Regions from separate parts of the Mus musculus genome. Here region 1 is linked to region 2. Evidence: chromatin contacts called from public promoter capture Hi-C data. All regions are on one chromosome and are shown on one strand. Each heading gives the region's core, a stretch centred on a gene start, on an enhancer-like site or on the middle of the called end of the contact. The rest is flanking DNA. Distances are from core to core; before and after follow the strand shown. Region 1 has its middle 14 kb from the start of Krt72. Region 2 holds the start of Krt75 (keratin 75).

What was found. Promoter capture Hi-C pulls out the DNA fragments that hold promoters and counts their contacts.
Region 1: a promoter capture Hi-C map of cranial neural crest shows a contact between it and region 2, with 3 times the contacts expected there. The contact joins the enhancer-like site here to the promoter of Krt75 in region 2. A contact is called at or near these places in 14 of 39 promoter capture datasets (the C10 cell line, the HPC-7 cell line, HPC-7-derived erythroid cells and 9 more), 5 of 484 Hi-C or Micro-C datasets (the AtT-20 cell line, embryonic fibroblasts, embryonic stem cells and 2 more), 2 of 115 datasets of contacts at active chromatin or transcription factors (astrocytes and embryonic stem cells) and 3 of 9 other capture datasets (embryonic stem cells, liver and pancreatic islet).

Annotation. Positions count from the first base shown.
Region 1 is chr15:101,771,455-101,774,154 of GRCm38.p6, forward strand. No RefSeq gene overlaps it. Among named protein-coding and RNA genes, the nearest start is that of Krt72, 14 kb to the right of the region's middle. Within about 2 kb of position 1,352, at least 62 of the 459 cell types and tissues checked have an H3K27ac peak or open chromatin away from gene starts, as enhancers often do. A contact at or near this core is called in the AtT-20 cell line and pancreatic islet, where this site is marked.
Region 2 is chr15:101,572,347-101,575,292 of GRCm38.p6, forward strand. Krt75 (keratin 75) reads right to left here and starts at 1,558. Exons shown (of 9, transcript NM_133357.3): 1 at 985-1,558; 2 at 276-490. The coding sequence starts at 1,485.

The DNA.
Region 1 (2,700 bases), core at 102-2,601, 200 kb after region 2:
CTCTACTCACCCTTCCCTCACAGTGCCAGGGAGGGCGGGTGCCAGGGAACCAAATCCTCACTTCCCTAGTGACCAGGGGTCTCAAGAAGGCAAGTGGGGGTTTGATGGCTGGCCACAAGTCACAATGCCCACTGCCAGATCAGAAGGGGGCTTTGTAAAATGAACCAGGAGCCAGGAGAGCCAAGATGGGAGAACAGCGACCACCAGGGAGCCAGGAGACTGGAAGCAGTGAGATCAGGACTGGGGCACACTTATTTTCCAGGTCATGAGGAAGAGCAGAGGGTAGTGTGGAGCAAGCCAGCAGCCATGGGAAAGAGCCTTCTGGGGTCCGAGGAGAATGCAGTAAGAGCTGTATGGAGCAGGACTGGAATGGGCTAGTCTGGTAGGCACATTTCAGAGAAGTTCGGAGCAACTGCTTGTCCACGGCTTACAGGCACCAGTCACTGGAATCAGCACTTCAACCATTTTAACTCACCCTCACGCCAATCCTTTCCCCTTCTCCCCATTGTTAAAATAAAGAGACAACAAAGGCAGGCAGACTGATGAGTAGCAAAGAAACAAAGCCAGGAATGAAATGCACTGCTGGTTGGCAGTGTCCCAGGCCACCTCTGCTTCTTCATCTATAGTTACAGCTGGAAGGACCTGGAACCTCGGAGATCTAGATCTAAAACCCTTGTGGGGACAGACGGTAGGAAATATGAGGTTAGGACCATCGGCCTCCTAAGGGAGACCCACAGCAACATGGGATGTGGAGTGGATGCTACCCTGAGGCTGGAGGAGATAGGGAGGACACCTCTACACCCCAGCCCCCTGCTGGTGCTGAAAGGAGCTGCCAAAGAGGAATACAGAGACAGACAGGCAATGCAAAATAATCACCAGTCACCCTGAAGGCATTTAAGGCAATGGAGTCCTGGGGAACCCACAGAGTAGCCTTCCACATCCTCCTCCAGGAAGCCCTGTACAAGATTGTCTATGTACAGTTGTGCAGTGCTGGTTCATCTGCTTTGAGAGACAGTTATTCAAAGGTCGCCCTTATAGCCAAGGTTGGGACTTGCTTGAGATGCCAGTGGGACTTGGAGGAGGGAGTGTTGCTGAGTGACTGACCTCCCACGCTCCCAGGACCTCTGACACAACAGGGATGTTCTCAGACACCTGAGGGAAAGCCCTGTGAAAGAACAGCTAGCTACTGAAGGTGGGGAGGTTCAGAAAGAGGGGGCTGCCTCCTTTCTCCTTCCATGAGAGGAGAGGAGGGGAAGGAGGAGACAGGAGACAAGGCCCTGGCAACTCAGTGTTTGGGAGCAGTCTAGGCATGCCAGGGAGCCAAGCAGCTCCTCCCCCAGAGAGGCACTGGGCTGACCCGGGTTTATCCCCCACAGCTTCTTTGTAATCTTTTTCTCAGGGCCGAGGTAGGTGCAGTACCAGGAGCTGCTGACAGAGGGCAGTGTGTGCACAGGTTAGATGTACCAGAAGTGTTAGCACTTGAGACAAATCCAACGTTCCATACACAGTCTAACTCTATCAACTTCTGCTGCTGCCCGACTCCTGGGCCCTGAACCAATCAGTACACATCCTACAAACACAGAGAAAGACCCACAGATGCAAGTCCCGTGGACAGAACATGGTGCTGAATACCTCAAATCCCAGTATTCTGGAGAGACAGGAGGACCATGGCAAGTCAAGGGCCAGCCTGGGCTACACAGGGTGTTCCAAGCTAGCCAGGGCTACTCAGCAAGACTCTTCCCAAATGAAGTTATCAGTCACTCAGATCTTGCAATGACACACGACAGGTTCAGGTCAACAAACAACAGTGTATATAACCAGGTCCCAGAGTGGGATAAGAAGGCTGAAAACTTTCTGTCATTTGATGATGCTCCAAAGCACTGGGTAGGACTCAGGTGTTCGTGGTAAGTCTGGAGAACACACACTCACAACACCACCAGGCATAAAACAATTATAGGCAGTCGCAATACTTGACAAGAAGACAGATGGCTGTCACCAGTGCCTGCATTGCTACACGATGCATTGATTCGTCATCTTAGAGAGTGTGACTTCTGCTTATCCACTGTGCTGCCCCAGCAACAGCTGTGTACATCTTTTCAGGGTTGAGCTGCACTGCCTAGGTGGGCATAAGCACACTCCGCATAAGCACACTCTGACGCCTGCACCCTGGCACGATCACCTAGCAACACTTTCCAATCACGTGAGTCTTCATTACGCAACACACAGCTGCAGTCATAACAGCTGTGAGGTGTCCTCCACGACTGGAATCACAGACCCCAGAACCTCACAGGGCTTCAACGCCCACTTCTGTCCCTCCTCGATACATGGTCTGATCCTTGGTGAGCTGTTTAACCTCCCTCCCTGAGTCCCAACACCCCAGAGCAAACTGGGCAGTATGACAGTAGCACTTTCATTGTTGACAATGGTCCATACCAGTTCTCAGGAGAATTAGCCATTCTGCCAGGTAGAAAAGTCTCCAATGGGGCTGAGCTGAGCTCCCGGCACACCAAAAGGACAAGGCTAGCTAATGTTAAACCCATTTTTACAAGGGCATGATTTTTCTACTGCGCCACAACTGGCAATTAAAAGAAGCAAAATCCAAAGTCAGAATGCCAGGCAGGTCCAGAGGGACGTTAGCCTGGATGTCTTTGCTTTGCCTCTTTCCCAAGGATCAGTTTAGCATTTGATGATATCAAAGGG
Region 2 (2,946 bases), core at 308-2,807:
CAACACCATTCACCAGGATGAGCTGCGGTGTTCATTTTGACAGATGCTGCCGCTGGTGCCCACCTCAGTGGTTTAGAAAGATAAGAACAGACTCCTTGTTAGCCCTGATGCTGAGACGAAGGCACTAGGGTCCCCTCCATCTCCTGCACTCTGGGCTCCCTGCTCATCCAACATTCCTGGCTGGTGTGGCATTCACGCCTCTGCATTCTCTGGACCTCAGAGGAAACAGCCCCAGGGTCGGTTGTGTGCAGCCAGGAGACTGTCTCCCCACTCACCTGACTTTGAAGTCTTCTACAACCTCCTGCATGTTCCTCAGTTCAGCATCCAGTCTGCCTCTTTCAGCTGTGATGCCATCCAGCTGCCGGCGGAGGTCATTGACATATGTATCGAAGAAAGGCTCCAGGTTCTGTCTGACTGTCCTAGAGCCCTGCTCCTGCAGGAGATTCCACTTGGTCTCCAGGACCTTGTTCTGCTGCTCCAGGAAGCGTACCTACAGGGGAGCAGAGAGAATGAGCCTCACTTGAGAAGCCGGGGAGGCAGAAACAGGCACACCTGCTAACAAAGGAGACAAGCACAAAGGGGCTTTTACGCCGTGATCGATCAGCGGCTATGTTATGATAAATCCACCTCCAAATGAGAAAGCCCATGGAAGTACCCTAGAGACTCTAGGATTTTAATGGACTGGACATGGGGACCAACATAGCAGGAGTCACGGAGTCTGGGTTGAGTTTCTCAATGCTGATACTTTGGTAGTAGCATAGTTAGAACCCCTCTTTCTGGAGGGGGACTCCCAGAGAGGAGAAGGAAGCATCTCTAAGAGTCCTGTGGGCCAGATGGCCTGACTTGAGAATGTCCATGGATGGCACTGGTTGAGCAAAGTTCTCCTGGGGACCCTTCCCCCATTGTTGCTATCTCCAGAGATGAGCCACCCCCACCTAGTGACTCCATGCACTGGGAACTTGGATGGGTGAGCACAGGTCCCACCTTGTCAATGAAGGAGGCGAACTTGTTGTTCAGAGTCTTGATCTGCTCCCGTTCTTCTTTCCGCACCCGCTGGATAGTGGGGTCGATTTGCAGGTTGAGGGGAGTCAGGAGGCTCTGGTTGACAGTAACTTCCTGAATGCCTCCAGAGGGACAGACAGAGAAGCCAGGGCCACCAAAGCCCCCTCCAATGCCACCTCCATAAGCAAAGCCACTGCTGCCCCCAAAGCCACTGCTAGTCCTGCCACCAAAGCCACCCCTGAAGCCACTGCCAGCACAGCCACCAATGGAGACCCGCCGGGTCCCCCCTAGGTTGTAGAGGCTGCGGCTTCCAAAGCCAGAACCAATACCACTGATCCTGCCCAGTCCCCCACTGTTTCCTGAGGAGCGGGCCACAGACACGGAGCTGAAGCGGGAGCGTCCAGCCGTAGGTGTGGTGGCTGAGGCTGTGCTGAAGCCCCTGCGGCTGCCGGAGTGGAAGGTGATGGTGGATTGCCGGGACATGATGGGCGAAGAAGGCAGCACAGGAGCTCCGAGGTAGATTCGTAGATTCGTGAAGGGGATAGAGAAGCCAGGCGGTTAGGGAGGTGCAGGTCCTTAGACTTTTATGGGCCTCCCCCAAAGGGCGGAGCTTGATTAATGAAGGGGCCCCTGCTGATGGCATCCCCTAGGCATCTGCCAGCCCTGAGCTCACCCTGAGTACCCCGCAGAAAATGGCATTAAAAAAAAAGCCACCGGTTGGTTGGTTTGCTGCCTCCCTCTCCCCCTCCCCCACGTGGAAACTTCTTTCTAGTTGTAACTTGATCAGCAGACCAGTGAGAATAAACTTAATTGCTTTCAGTCATGTCCTAACCATGCATCTTCTAATGGACTCAAAAACACTGCCTCATTTTTGAACCGCTTTCTTAGGCGCAGGACCAACTCCCTCCAGTCCAAACATCTTGTGTCAACACAAGCGGCTGCAACACTGTCTCCTGTTCCTTCCCGTGTTTCTTATGCTGGAGCATTTTCTCAGCAGCTTCTCCAGCCTATAAGGCTGGTCCTCCAGGTTGGTGTTCATCTTCCTTAGGCTTCCACACAACATGAATGGCCCTTTAATTTTGCTCCAAATCATTCATGCCTGCTGGGTATCATGTGATTTCCTGTAGCACTTGTGTCGATATGCACACACATGGATGCCATGTCTGTGCCCATCTTTGCCTTTGAAGGCTGTTTGTCACTCTGTCGTCTGTGGACAGGAGTGGGAACAGAAACACTTGGGTTTGGATTCCAACCCCTCCAGTGGCTGGTCCAGTAGTGCACTGGGCAGTGGGTCCTTGTACTGATGATACAACTTTTCTGAGGCTCAGTGTGTGTCTGCGGAATGAGTTTATGGAGAGTATTCGCATATGAAAACTGCTTTCACAGTGCTTCAGCCATATAAATGCAGAGGATAGGTCCACTGTGTCAGTCTTCGGCAGATAAGACAGGTATTCATGAATGACTGGCCACATGTTCATCCTTGAGTGAGTCCTGTGAGGGTTTGGAAGAAATGTAACACACATTCTTGATTTTTATCAGTAAGCTCAGGGTCCTGTTGGGAAGGCAAAACTGAAGCATGCTGGGTAACTTTGAACAAAATGGTATACATAGTAACACTATCTTTGAGGCTATCTTCTGGAAGTCTCCCAGACTATTCGGTTCTGAAGACCTGTATCCTTATTCTTATCCAATTCTTATTTCTCTCATCAGAGCAGCTCCAAGTGATAGTTACTGGAGAAGCCGTTGTTATTATTATTAGTGTGTGTGTGTGTGTGTGTGTGTGTGTGTGTGTGTGTGTCTGCTGCACACACACGATAGCACATGTGTGGTGATCAAATGGCAATTTTCAAGAGTTCTCTTCTTTGACCACAGGATCCAGGGATGAAGCTCGGGTCAGGTCATCGGGCTTGCAGAGCAAGTACTTTTTCTCAGAGCCATGTTGTT